Linked DNA regions of Sus scrofa: all the other regions are linked to region 1. The links are chromatin contacts, called in public promoter capture Hi-C maps. All regions are on one chromosome and are shown on one strand. The core of a region is the stretch at or near the end of the contact, and the rest is flanking DNA. Distances in the headings are between cores, read along the strand shown.

Region 1 (4,204 bases), core at 1,160-3,659:
GCTCCCAAGATCACGGAGTACCTGCACACAGCTGGAGTTGAGGCAAGTGGCGCCCACCCCCCCACTGCCAAGTGACAAACCAGATCACTCCCCGGCTTAAACACCTAGCAGCCGTCTTGCTTAAACACCTAGCAGCCGTCTACTGCGCTCATGAGACTTCCGCTTCTGCAGGGTTCAGTGGGGCCCTCATGCCTCTGGCCCAGCCCAGCATCCGCTAGCTTAGCTGCCCGGGTGGGGCGACCCGATGTCGAGGGGTTGGGGTCGCCTGGACAATCAGCAAGGACCTTGGGGCTGGCAGAACACGGCGGAGGCCCACACCAGCTTCCTGTAACCAGCTGCTGCAGCAAGAAAAGACCACTCACTGCGGAGCTTAGAAACGTGCTCTCAGGTTCTGAGGTCTGAAATCAAGGTGTCAGCACGGCTGTGCCAGGCAGCCCCGGGCCAAGGACGGGGCCCTTCCCTGCCTCTTCCAGCTTCCCAGTCCCTGCAGTCTCTGGCTTCTTCGCCGTCCGGGGGCTACGTTCCAAGAGTGGACATCTCAGGACAATGCACTTTTATGACTTGACCTGGGAAGCCACACAATGTCACTTTCCTTGTGGGTGGAGGACAGTGCAAAGACCTGCCCCAGGGCAAGGGTCACCCTGAGGCAGAGCCGTGCTCCCTGGAGGAGCACACGGGTTAGGTGCAAACGCCTGGAGCCACACGCGGCAAGACACGACAGTGAGTGCAAAGCCAAGAAGGAGAGCGGAGTACAGAGCAGAGCACCGCGCGGACCTGGAGGCGGACACACAGCCCTTCACACTGAGGAGAACAGCGGGGCGAGGTCCACATGGCACGAGCGCCTCTGCTGGCGGAGGGCGCTACGGCCGCGGCCAAAGGCACTTCCGCTCATTGCAGAGGCCCTGCATCTGCCCGAGACCAGGCCGAGGAGCGTGGCCAGCTCAGCTGTTGTCCACACAAGCGCTGATGGCTGCAGCTGGAGGTGCGGGAAGATAAGCTGTCCCCTCAGCGTTGATGTGGCCCCAGGGTGGGCCGTGGGTTGAGGAAACAGCAAGTGAAAGACTTCCACCTTGAGCGGCCTCAGCACAAGACGCAGAGACTCCCGGCTTAGTTGCACACCTTTTCTACAAGTCCGGCCTTTGAGGTCGCTGCAGGCCAGCGGGCGATGCGCTACCAGGTGAAAACTGTTAAGAGACATCTTCCTGCAGTCGGAGTCCATCTCTACAAAGTGGCCTGGAGAGGTAAGGACCCAGGCAGGGACGCCGAAAACAAGACCCTCCTTGCCCTGAGCAGGGACCTCCCCGATGGCTAAATCCTCCTCCACCCAAGAGGCCTTAACGCTGAGCTGAGCAGAAGAAACGAAAGCACGGACATTAAAACGTCCCTTGGAAGCTGTGGCCCAGATTAGGCCTGGGAGATCCACAGCCCTGGTCAGCTTGGGCGACCGTGGGTGGGGTGCCTGGCAGTGACTCTGACCTAGGGAGGAAGGCGCCTTCACACCGCCTCAAAGACCCCCCTCCCCCCGTCCCCCGCCAAGATGCTCTCGGGGACCGGGGCTGTGCCGGCCGTAGGAAACCAGAAGCCACAGAAAGACTCCCAGGCCGCCCACCCACCCTGAGGTTACGGAGTCAAACGCAACCAAGACGCAGGTCACGCCCACCTGCAGCGCCGGCCCCGCCCCAGCACAGGTTCCGCCCCTTGCTTATCTGGCCAGTCCTCGTTAGGCGAAGCGGAAGGCCCCGCCCCATCTGGTAGCCCCGCCCCTCGCCCCGCCCCCTGCCTCCCGCCCGGCGGGAGCTTGAGACGCCCCTACACTCGCGAGCACCTGCTTCCTCCGCGGCTTGGCGCGCCTAGGGGCCCAGCTCCTGAGGTCTGCGTCCGCGGAAGAAGAGCGCCCCGGTGGGAGCGCCCGGTGGGAGCGCCCGGTGGGGACACGGGCGACGCGGGGCTGCCGCAGGTACAGGTGCACCCAGCCGGTGATCCCGGGCCCGCACCAGGCCCCTCCCCGTCCGCTTTGGCCGAAGGGGCGGTAGCCGAAGAGACCCCGCCCAAAACGTCACGGCCCAGGCCGATGGGCAGGGCCGTCCCCGGCGGAAGCGCGTTGCTGCTGGAGAGGCCCGAACTGAGCGGCCGGCACTGGGGGACCGCTGGGGACAGACAGGTAACACGATCGCCCGCGGGGCCCACAGCACGATCTGGTGGGTGAGAAGTGGTCTCTGCTAGGGAGGGGAGCCTCTCCTGGCACAGGTCTCCAGGGAAGGAGATGCTGCAGATACCAGGGACGCACAGCTGGCGGTGACACCGTCTCCAGGCTGGAGGGGGACCTGCAGATGCAGACGGGGGCTCTGGGGGCGCACAGCGGGAAGGGAGGGGCCTCTGGTTCTTGACAGCCTATTCCTACCCGCCAGGATGGGCAGCAGCTCGCTGTCCGAGGACTATCGCCTGTGTCTGGAGCGTGAACTGCGGCGCGGCCGCGCGGGCGTGTGCGGGGACCCGTCGCTGCGCGCCGTGCTCTGGCAGATCCTGGTGGAAGACTTCGACTTGCACGGGGCGCTGCAGGATGACGCGCTGGCTCTGCTCACCGATGGCCTGTGGGGCCGCGCCGACCTGGCCCCCGCCCTGCGCGGCCTTGCCCGCGCCTTCGAGCTGCTGGAGCTGGCCGCCGTGCACCTGTATCTGCTGCCCTGGAGAAAGGAGTTTACCACCATCAAGGTAGGGCGCCAGGCCTTGTGCGGGTCCCATGCCAAGGCTGCTGGGGGCTGGCCACTATCAGGAGGGCGGCTGCCGTCAGGGCTGAGGGACTTCAGGGTGTCCGCAGAGGACTCCGTGCGCTGAGGGTCCTGGGCTTGCTGGAGCGTTTCTTGGCTGAGTCACTCCTAGGGCTGAGAGCATGGTGTGTGGAGATCACTGCCAGGGTACTTGCCTTCTGGGGGCCTCCTGCTCCTTAAAGCTTGCATTGCTGTCCTCCCCAAGGTGACCTTGTGGCCCCGGTTGGCACAGAAACCCTAGGACAGGCACATGGGAGGGACTTGAGGGTCCAGGTCACCTCAACCCCTCTGCGACATGGACGGAGCCCATTTGTACAAAACATGGAAAGAGAACCTGTTCTCTGAGGCAGGCCGGGGCTGGGTGGAGGTGCCCCTGCACGCCCTAGGGGTGCCCACTAAACAAGAACCTAGTTCACCCCTGGCCCTGGTGGAGGCTGAGCCCAGGGCCAGCATGGCCCCTCTAGGCGAGCTGCACACTGGCAGGAGGCAGCAGGCTGCCCTGCGCCTCTGAGCTAACTGGGAAGAGGAGGAAGTTAATGATGTCACTGGGCCCGTGGGCGCCTGCCTCCGCCTGTTGCCATGGCAGCGGCAGCAGCCTCTCTCTGGAAGGTGAGCTCTGGAGCCCACTGCTCCACTGGGGGACCCATGCTGGTCTGAGGTTCAGTCAAGACCAGAGGGCAGGATCCAGCCCCCAAGGGGGCCAAGGGCAGAACCGGACAGACAGGCCTGCCTTGAGGTGCTCATGGGCTTCAGTGCTGGGCAGACCTCGATGGGGTCTGGTTCTGCCTCCTCCCGCCTGTGTGGTGTGGGGCGAGTTACCTAATCGTGCCGAATCCACTTCTTCCTCTGCGGAACGGACACAAGAGTGTGGGGCGAGGGCACAGCCCTGAGCACACCTGCACGGCGTGCCCCATTGGAGGTCTGTCATAAGCTGCAAGCTGAGGAGCAGGGGTCCCAGAGTCAAGAGCTGCAGACGAACTGCCATCACCATCCTAGGAACCCTCCGAGTTCCCTTGCAGCCCAGAGCTGCGACAACTCCAGGTCCCCTCGGTGTGACGTCAACGGCTCGCCCTCTGTCCTGGTGCGGGAAGCGCTTAGAAATCAATGATCCCAGTTGAGAAGGTGTTTAGGAGGCTGCCTGGTCAGAGGAGCACACAGCACGGATGTTTCTGTGTGTTTGCCCAACCAGAACTCAGCAGGTACACAGGAAACTGATTAGAACGGCAAACCCCCACCGGTGAGGGGGTGGAGGGGACCCAGAAGGCAGGATCTATGCCCCAGGTGAAGTCTGGTAGATCTTTTCAGAATTGAGATTCGTGGGCTTGCCTTAGCCCACGGGATCAGAGCGCCTGGGGGTGGACCTGGGCACCTGCCCACAAAGTTCCTCTGGAGGGAGCGTCAGTGCAGCGCGGCCCGGGCCGGCCTGACCACCTGGG
Region 2 (4,063 bases), core at 654-3,153, 170 kb before region 1:
CTCCAAGCTGTGTGACCTTGGGCAAAGGCCTAAACCTTTCTTAGCTTTTCTTTTTATTTTTTTACTTTGATGCCATGCCCATGTCATGTGGAAATTCCCTGGCTAGAGACTGAACCCCCATCCCAGCAGAAACCCCAAGTCACAGCAGTGACAACACCAAATCTTCAACCCACGGAGACACCAGGGAACGCTTGGCTTTGCTTAGGAGTTCTCATGTTCGAATGGGGAAAATAAGTCCTCACCGCACAGGGTTACAGATTAAATTCGTCAGTACAAAGTTCTCAGTACCTTGGCCAAAAATAAATACCAGCTGCCATCTGCTGTTATCAACGTCAATATTAAGAATCAGACTGGCCTGATTCAATGCTGTCTCTTGCCATAAATAAGGGAAAACACACTGCCTCCCGCCCGGAGTGGGGGCAGAACTAAAAGGACTGGCATATGTGGCAGTGAAGCCCAAAACCCAAAGTCGCTGTAGAGGAAACTGTGTCTGACACCATGTGACGAGCAGCCCGACCCCAGGAGACTGAGGTGGGGGGCGGGGGGGGTTCCCCTGAGAAACCTCCCAGCATTTTAAAATATGGCCAGGGGAGTTCCCTGGTGGCCTCATGGTTAGGACCCAGCCCTCTCCCTGAAAGTTCAATCCTGGTCTGGGAACTGAGAGCCCACATCAAAAAAAGCTACCACTGCAGGCCATAGCCAACATTTTTTTAAATTAAATTAAAAATACATAAATGGCCAGAGAAGCTCTGAGAAGGAATACCTCCCCACTCCCGGCAGGGCTCCTGGGGCTCCAGTTCCTTCAGGAAAAGCAGCTTTCATTAACCTCGCCACGGGCAGTCAGCAGGGATGTGGAGGCCGAGGAGGGCAGAGAAGTGGGGTTGCCCATCTCTCCCAGCCTGCTTCCCCCCTGCCAAAGTGCACAGTCCAGGGCAGAAGGAGGCCACTGACACATGGGCCCAGCAATGAGGGCGTGGGGGCTGCCTCTGCAGGAAGCACCACCACCCTCACCACCCCACCAGGCACGCCCCACAACAAGCCCTGCACCCGGAATTCAGGCCGGGTCTCCCAGGGGCAGGCAGGAAGGTGGACACTCAGAGGAAAGGACACCAGTCCTCGGCCCCCTCCAGAGACCGCCTCTCTGGGGGTGTGGACTCCACTGACTTTGCTTTAAAGGAAACCTCAGAATGAAGCCCAGGGCTCTGGGGCACCTGCATCAGCCTCCCACACCCAGGCGCCGGGCTCCAAGAGGTCCTGTCATCACCCCTGCTGCCACCAGGGGCTCCCGGGCTCCTACCTGCTCACACCTGGAAGGAGGCCCACCGGGACCGCTCCGGGCGCAGGGCCTGTGTTACTGTCCCTTTAAGGAGCCTGAGTCACCGAAGCCTTGCGCCACCTCCTCGAGGAGGACAGCCCCACCCTTCCCCCACAACAACAACACACACGCCCAGGACCCTGCGCCCCCCGCCCATTTCACAGACTGGCCCGGCCCCCAGCACAGGGTGGCCCTGTCTCGGGGACCCCCCCACGCCCCGGGCCTCACAGATCCTACGACAACGCGTGTCGACAGCCGGAAGCAGTGACAGTGTCACCTGGGGTGGCCGCGTCCACCAAACCCCGCCGGAGCAGGGTGGAGACAGCTGAGGTCACCAGCCCCCTGTGCCACCCGGGGAGGGGCCTGGCGGCCCAGAGTCCCGCTGTGCGCTCCGGCGGGGCCTCGGCGGGTCCCGGGGCCCCGGCGTCCGCGCGGGAGAGCCCCCCCGCCCCGGGCTCCAGGCCGGCGCCCCGGGCCCCGGCCCGCGCCTCCCGCCCCGCGCTCACCTGACCGCCGCCGCCACCGCCCCCGCTACATGGTGGCCGCGCCCTCGCTGCGCTGCAGCCGCCGCCGCCCGCTGCTGCCGCCTGCGGCCCGGAGGCGCACGGCAGCCGGAGGCCGCACCCCCAGCCGACGCGGAGGCCGCACGTCCCACTCCGGGAACTGGGCCCGCGGGGTCCCGCTGTTCAGGACCGGGGGCAAGAGGAAGTCCCCTTGGGGCTCGGCGGGCTAGGAACCCGACGCGGGCCCATGACGATGCAGACTCGACCCCTGGCCGGGGAAGCTGCATGCGCTGCACGTGCAGGCCCAGAAAGCAAAAAAATAGATGGTGTGAAATAAAATTCCTACGTCATGGCAAGACAAGAAAAATTTCAACAGCCGCTCTGCCCTTGGGCCTCTCGCCCCTCGCTGTGCCCGGAGGACCTGCATTTCTGCACCCCCCCGCCCCCCCGCCCCGCCCACATGGCAGGAATGCCTGTTCAGCCACCAACAGCCACGTTTTCCCAGCTCCAGCATCAGGAGCTCAGATCTGGATTGTGCCAAGTGTCAGTAATACGTCATTTGATGTCCAGCCCTCTGTCGTAAAAAACTGCCATAACCGATTGACTTCTAATGGGCAGAACTGTCCTCAGAGCTTTCTAGATGCTCTTCCCAGGTCATAATTCTCAAATGTGGCTCGAATAAAGTTTCCAGCTTTTTGGAATTCCCATCGTGGCTCAGTGGAAACGAATCCGACTAGTATCCATGAGGTTGCAGGTTCTATCCCTGGCCTCGCTCAGTGGGTTAAGGATCTGGCGTTGCCGTGAGCTGTGGTGTAGGTCGCAGACTCGGCTCGGATCCCGAGTTGCTGTGGCTGGGGTGTAGGCTGCCGGCTGCAGCTCCAATTCAACCCCTAGCCTGGGAACCTCCATATGCCAAGAGTGAGGCCCTAAAAAAAAAAAAAAAAAAAAAAATTCAACTTCTTTCTCACATCTCCTGATTAATTTTTTATTCACAATGGTAAAGAAGGGGACTGCATTTTCTAGATTTTTCCTTAATCACAAAAGTCCTAATTTAAATCAAAAGCAAACGTTCTTTTTAAAAAAGCTGGTATTTAGGAGTTCCCCTGTGGCTCAGCAGGGTAAGGATCCTGTGGCGGTCACTGCTGTGGCTCCGGTTACAGCTGTGGCACAGGTTCAGTCCCTGGCCCGGGAACTCCCACATGCCGTGGGCACGGCTAGAAACAAAATTGGCATTTAATCTTCTTTTAAACCCTGGGAGCTGAGGGAAAAAGGAAGAGGGGACCTCTGTGCAGTCAGCTTCCAGCTACCTGACCCCGTGTGGCCTTCGCAGCTCGCGAGGGGAGAAGGTGCTCCAATTCTTCCCTCTCACTGAGGACACCGGAGGCCCAGCGGGGCTGCTCAGCAGCGGTGCAGGAGTTGAGGAAGCCCCGTCTGTCTTCACCACCCTCCACCACCCCCACATCAGAAACGAAAGGCTGGAGTTCCCATCATGGCTCGGTGGTTAACGAATCCAACTAGGAAACGTGAGGTTGCAGGTTCAATCCCTGATCTCGCTCAATGGGTTAAGGATCCGGCGTTGCCGTGAGCTGTGGTGTAGGTGGCAGACGTGGCTTGGCTCCTGCATTGCTGTGGCTGTGGCGTAGGCCGGCGGCTGCAGCTCCGATTCCTCCCCTAGCCTGGGAACCTCCATATGCCACGGGAGCGGCCCTAGAAAAGGCAAAAAGACAACAACAACAAAAAGAAACCAAAGGCTGCAGCAAGAGTTTTGTTTGCTTTCTGCACAGCTTTGGGGCCTAGGATGCTGCCTGGATACGTGGGTGCCTAATGACAGGGCCTGAGGGAGGGACAGTCCCCAGGAGAGGAAGAATGTTCCACCTGGCAGGGGCCCACTCCCACGGTGACACAGCAGGGAGCAGGCAGAACCCGAGGAGCCAGACAGACGCTAAGCAAAGAAGCCGATGAGTAGCAGGTGTGACGCTCAAGAAGCAAATAAGCAGGATGCCAAGTGTATGAAAAGCTGGGGAAGAGGACATGCCAAGCCCCAAAGCGGAGGAAGCAGAGGACCGCGGGCAGCCGGCAAGGGCCCAAAGCCAGATGTGTGAACGCCTGGAGCCCACGGGGCCAAGGTTTGCAGAAGAGAACTCAGGTCGCGTGGCCAGAAAGGTGCAGAGAGAGGGGATTGGAGGTGGGAGGGGCCGTGGGTCAAGGTAAACACTCTGGCTATTTTTTTTTTTTTTTTGGCTTT
Region 3 (4,119 bases), core at 608-3,107, 190 kb before region 1:
TCGGTGGTTTCGAACAGAGCCACTGGGAACACGACGTCAGTCCCGACCCCAGGGGCCACTGCTGGACACGGATTCCCTGCAGGCACTGCCACGAGAGAGAATTATCTGCCTCTGCAGGTCAATGGGGCATTTCCCACAGTGGCGATTACAGCCTCCAAGGGACTGGGATTCAGGCTGAAGTGTAACCCTGAAGTCTTCATCTGCTTTACCCCATTAAAAACACATTTCACGGAGCTCCCATGTGGCCCGGCAGTAACAAACCCGACTGGTACCCATGAGGACTCGAGTTCAATCCCAGTGGGTTAAGGCTCTGGCGCTGCCTGTGAGCTGTGGTGGAGGCTGCAGACGTGGCTTGGATCCTTCACTGCTGTGGCTGTAGGGTGGGCTGGAGGCTGCAGCTCTGATTCGACCCCTAGCCTGGGAATCTCCATATCCCATAAGTGCAGCCCTAAAAAGCAAAAATAAATAAATAACTGAAAATGCTGGAGCAGCTGTGACCTTACATTTCCTCTTCCATAAAACAGAGTTATGGAGTTCCAGCTATGGCACAGGAGATTAAGAAACCCACCGCAGGAGCTCAGGTGGCTGCCTAGGTGCAGGTTCCATCCCCCAGCCAAGGAGGTGGGTTAAAGGATCCCACGTAGCTGCAGATAAGGCTTAGTCAGTCCCTGGCTCGGAAACTTCCATGTGACACGGGTGGGGCCATTAAAATAAAAACCAAAACAGGGTCTTATCCTACATGACAAGTGAGTAGAAAGCTGACAAGTGAGTAGAAAGCTTACAAGTGACAACCCGTGCAGCCCTGAGCCCAGAAACCCTCAAACAGGATTAGCTATGATTACACTGGCAGAACTGGGCTCGAAGAAGGTCTCAACAAAAAAACACAACACTTGACAAATCCCTTTCACGACATCACATCGGAGGGACAAGTGCGAGACAGAGCAGAAGAAAGCGCCGGAGAAGGCACAGCAGGTCAGCAGCGCAGCGAGGCCTGAACGCAATTTGCTCCCCGTGGGCTCAGGACCACGTGGGTTCAGGGTCAGTGGAATAAGGGGACGGGGGCGGGCGCACCGGAAGCACGGGAACTTCAGAAGGAAAGGGCGAAAGGGGCCCGAGGGAGGAGGGCGGGGCCCGAGGGAGGAGGGCGGGGCCCGAGGGAGGAGGGCGGGGCCCGAGGGAGGAGGGCGGGGCCCGAGGGAGGAGGGCGGGGCCCGAGGGGGGAGGGCGGGGCCCGAGGGAGGAGGGCGGGGCCCGAGGGACCGACGGACTCGGGACTGGGCGGGAGCCCCAGGGCCCTCTGGCAGGGGATGTCACCGCCGCTCCTGGGTTGGCGGGTTCCCTCGCGCGGACCCCGTTCCCCGGCACCGACCCGCGCACCCCAACGGCGCGAGCGCGACGCCGAGGTCAGCCGTCCTCCCTGCCGCCCCGGATCGGTGGGCTCACCTGCCGGACGGGTCCGAACGACTTCCCGCCCGCCCCAGCCGTCCAGCCGCCTCGCCACGGCACGGCGAGCGGGCCGACCACCGCCGGCGGCCGCTGGGACAGGCTCCACGCCCGACCCGACGCCGCTCGGGCGGGCACCCGCGCCCCGCTGCGGCGAACGGGCCAGAGGACGCCACGCCCCGAGCCCACCCGCGCGGTCGCCTAACGCATGCGCCGTAGGGCCGAGGCGCCGACACAGGGGCCTCTGTTCAGGTGTCTACTTGATGGCCTGATGCCGTCGGCCTCTGAACGCGCGCCCTGCCTTGTCCTACCCAGACGCCTTTCCCCGCCCAGACACCTGACCTGCCCAGGGACCGACTCGCACGAGATGCTGAGAGGGGAGCCAGCGCCTTTAGACTTACTTTAAATCGGGCATCTCCGAGGACACGCCCTCCCGGGGTCCTCCGTGGGCAGCGGCTCTCAGAGTCGAGCGCGCGGCGCGCTGGGAACAGGTTCTGCTTGGAACTGGCGGGGCGTGTGCCGGACACCTTCCTTCCCTTGCTCGGATTTTTATTTTCTGCATCACAGAAACTCAGCCAGGCCTGATGTGCTTGCTGTCCAGGAATTTGGACACTGATGGACGCCGGGGGGCCACGCTGCCCGCCCTGCAGCCCAGAGTGAACCGGCCTGTTCCTGGGCAGTGTGGCTGGGCAGACCTGTAGCGACCCTTCGCGTCTCCGGGGACGTCAGCCTGCGCCTCCTCCTCGAAGCCCCACTCCCTCTCCCGAGTTCTGCAAGGGAGCCTTGAGGAAACAGGCTTTTCTTGCACCTGGGAGTGCTGCTGTTTCTGTACATTTTGGAGGCAAAGATGCCTGGGAAAAGGCCCCTAAGCGCGGCGGCCCTCCCCGGGAGTGCCAAAAGGGAACGGAAAGCAATTGCCCTAGACATAAAATTAGAAGTGTTAAGACGATTTGAGATGGGTGAAAAGCTCAGCCAGATCGCAAAGGCCTTAGGCCTTGCCGTCTCCACAGTGGCTACCATCCGAGATAATAAAGAAAAAAATCAAAGCGAGCTCCCAAATCGCCACCCCCTTGCGAGCATCTCGGCTGACCCGCCACCGAAACGCACTCATGGAGACCATGGAGCGATTGTTGCGTGTGTGGCTCGAAGACCACGGCCAGCGGAACGTGGCCCTGAGCGTCTCCGTTATTCAGGAGAAGGCTAAGAGTTTGTTCGACGACTTACAGCGTGAACAAGGTGCGAGCTCCCAGACGGAGACGTTTAGTGCTAGTAAAGGGTGGTTTGTGAGATTCAGGGGACGCCACTGTTGGCCCCACTTGAAGATGCCCAGCACCGCTCCTGGCAAGGAAGACCCGTACCCAGAAGTATTGAAAAGCATCATCCAGGAGGGTGAGTACACCCCCCAGCAGGTTTTTAATGTAGACGAGACAGGGCTTTATTGGAAAAGAATGCCTGAGGGAACACGTCTCTCGTTGGAAGAGAAAACCGAGCGGTGGGTTGTACCATCCAGGGATCGCTTGATGCTGCTTCTTGGTGGTAACGCGGCTGGGGACTTTAAGCTGAAGCCCTTGTTAGTGTACCGTTCAGAAAACCCCAGGGCTCTGAAGGGGTACTCCAAGCCCAATTTGCCTGTAATCTGGCGCTCAAACAAAAAGGCCTGGGCCACCAGGAGCATCTTTCATGAATGGTTCACGTGCTTTTTTTGCCCTGCCGTTGAAAAACACTGTGCCCAAAATAACCTCGCCAGCAAAGCCCTGCTCATCTTAGACAGTGCACCGTGCCATCCAGTAAATTTGAGCGATCTGTCCGATAAGGTAAGGGTGGAGTATCTTTGTGACAGTACAGCCAACCTGATGCAGCCTGTGGGTCAAGGCATAGCGTCTACCTTCAAAGCTCATTACCTAAGAAGGACTTTTGAGCACATCCTCGAAGCAACAGATGGGGAGGAGACTGCTGAGGTCGGGGCGTTTTGGAGAAACTACAGTATCATGGATGCCGTGGACAACATTGCCATAGCCTGGGAGGAGCTCAGACCAGCCACGATGAACAGTGTGTGGAAGAAGATGTGGCCTGAGTGTGTTCAGTTCCAGAACGGCTCCCAAGCAGACAGCATCGCACAGCTTCAAGGGAACTCGTGAGCCTTGCTGACAAAGTGGCTCTCGGAGAGGTGGCGGAAGCTGACGTGGCGCGACTGCTGCGGTCCCACGAGGAGGGTTTCTCGAATGAGGAGCTGATGCAGCTGGAGCGGGAGCCACCAGAAGAGGAGGGCAGCGCGGATGCCGCCCCGGCCCTGCGCCAGCTGACCCCGCAGGAGCTGTCCGAGCCTTCTCACATTTCGAGGCCGGCTTACAGGTCCTTACCAGTCACAGCCCTGATGACGAGTGGAAACGAAAAGTTTCAAATGCCATCAATGATGCAATAAACTGCTACGGGAATTGTACGGCGAGAAGGAGTGGCGCTCGCAGCAGCTCTCCTAGGCTGTCGTCTGGGCGTGCAACCAAACTTAACCAGAGGTCGGTCTCTGGGACTTTGGGGAGGAAGCCCAGCCAAGCCTCTGAGTCCTCTTCTGGTGTTTTCATTTTAACACTTGAAAGCATCACATTTTGTCATTAAAATTTTACTTAAAAATGTGCTTTAAGAAGATTGCGTGAAATAATATCTTGGAAAACTTATTTA

Evidence for each region. Promoter capture Hi-C pulls out the DNA fragments that hold promoters and counts their contacts.
Region 2: a contact with region 1 is called in a promoter capture Hi-C map of liver, with 2.3 times the contacts expected there. The contact joins the promoter of DEF8 here to the promoter of SPATA2L in region 1. A contact is called at or near these places in 4 of 5 promoter capture datasets (fetal liver, fetal skeletal muscle and liver), 4 of 47 Hi-C or Micro-C datasets (alveolar macrophages, embryonic fibroblasts and heart right ventricle) and 2 of 2 datasets of contacts at active chromatin or transcription factors (alveolar macrophages and skeletal muscle).
Region 3: a promoter capture Hi-C map of liver shows a contact between it and region 1, with 4 times the contacts expected there. The contact joins the promoter of LOC100738955 here to the promoter of SPATA2L in region 1. A contact is called at or near these places in 1 of 5 promoter capture datasets (liver), 1 of 47 Hi-C or Micro-C datasets (heart right ventricle) and 1 of 2 datasets of contacts at active chromatin or transcription factors (alveolar macrophages).

Annotation. Positions count from the first base shown.
Region 1 is chr6:326,125-330,328 of Sscrofa11.1, forward strand. SPATA2L (spermatogenesis associated 2 like) reads left to right here and starts at 2,410. Exons shown (of 3, transcript NM_001177918.1): 1 at 2,410-2,712. The coding sequence starts at 2,410.
Region 2 is chr6:159,033-163,095 of Sscrofa11.1, forward strand. DEF8 (differentially expressed in FDCP 8 homolog) reads right to left here and starts at 1,904. Exons shown (of 12, transcript XM_021097025.1): 1 at 1,822-1,904.
Region 3 is chr6:138,044-142,162 of Sscrofa11.1, forward strand. It overlaps LOC100738955 (AFG3-like protein 1), which reads right to left and starts at 1,858. Exons shown (of 13, transcript XM_021095981.1): 1 at 1,845-1,858; 2 at 1,444-1,685. The coding sequence starts at 1,858. It overlaps CENPBD1 (CENPB DNA-binding domain-containing protein 1), which reads left to right and starts at 1,601. Exons shown (of 2, transcript XM_021097032.1): 1 at 1,601-2,479; 2 at 2,481-4,119. The coding sequence starts at 2,291. The coding sequence ends at 3,581. DEF8 (differentially expressed in FDCP 8 homolog) reads right to left here. Exons shown (of 12, transcript XM_021097025.1): 12 at 2,811-4,119.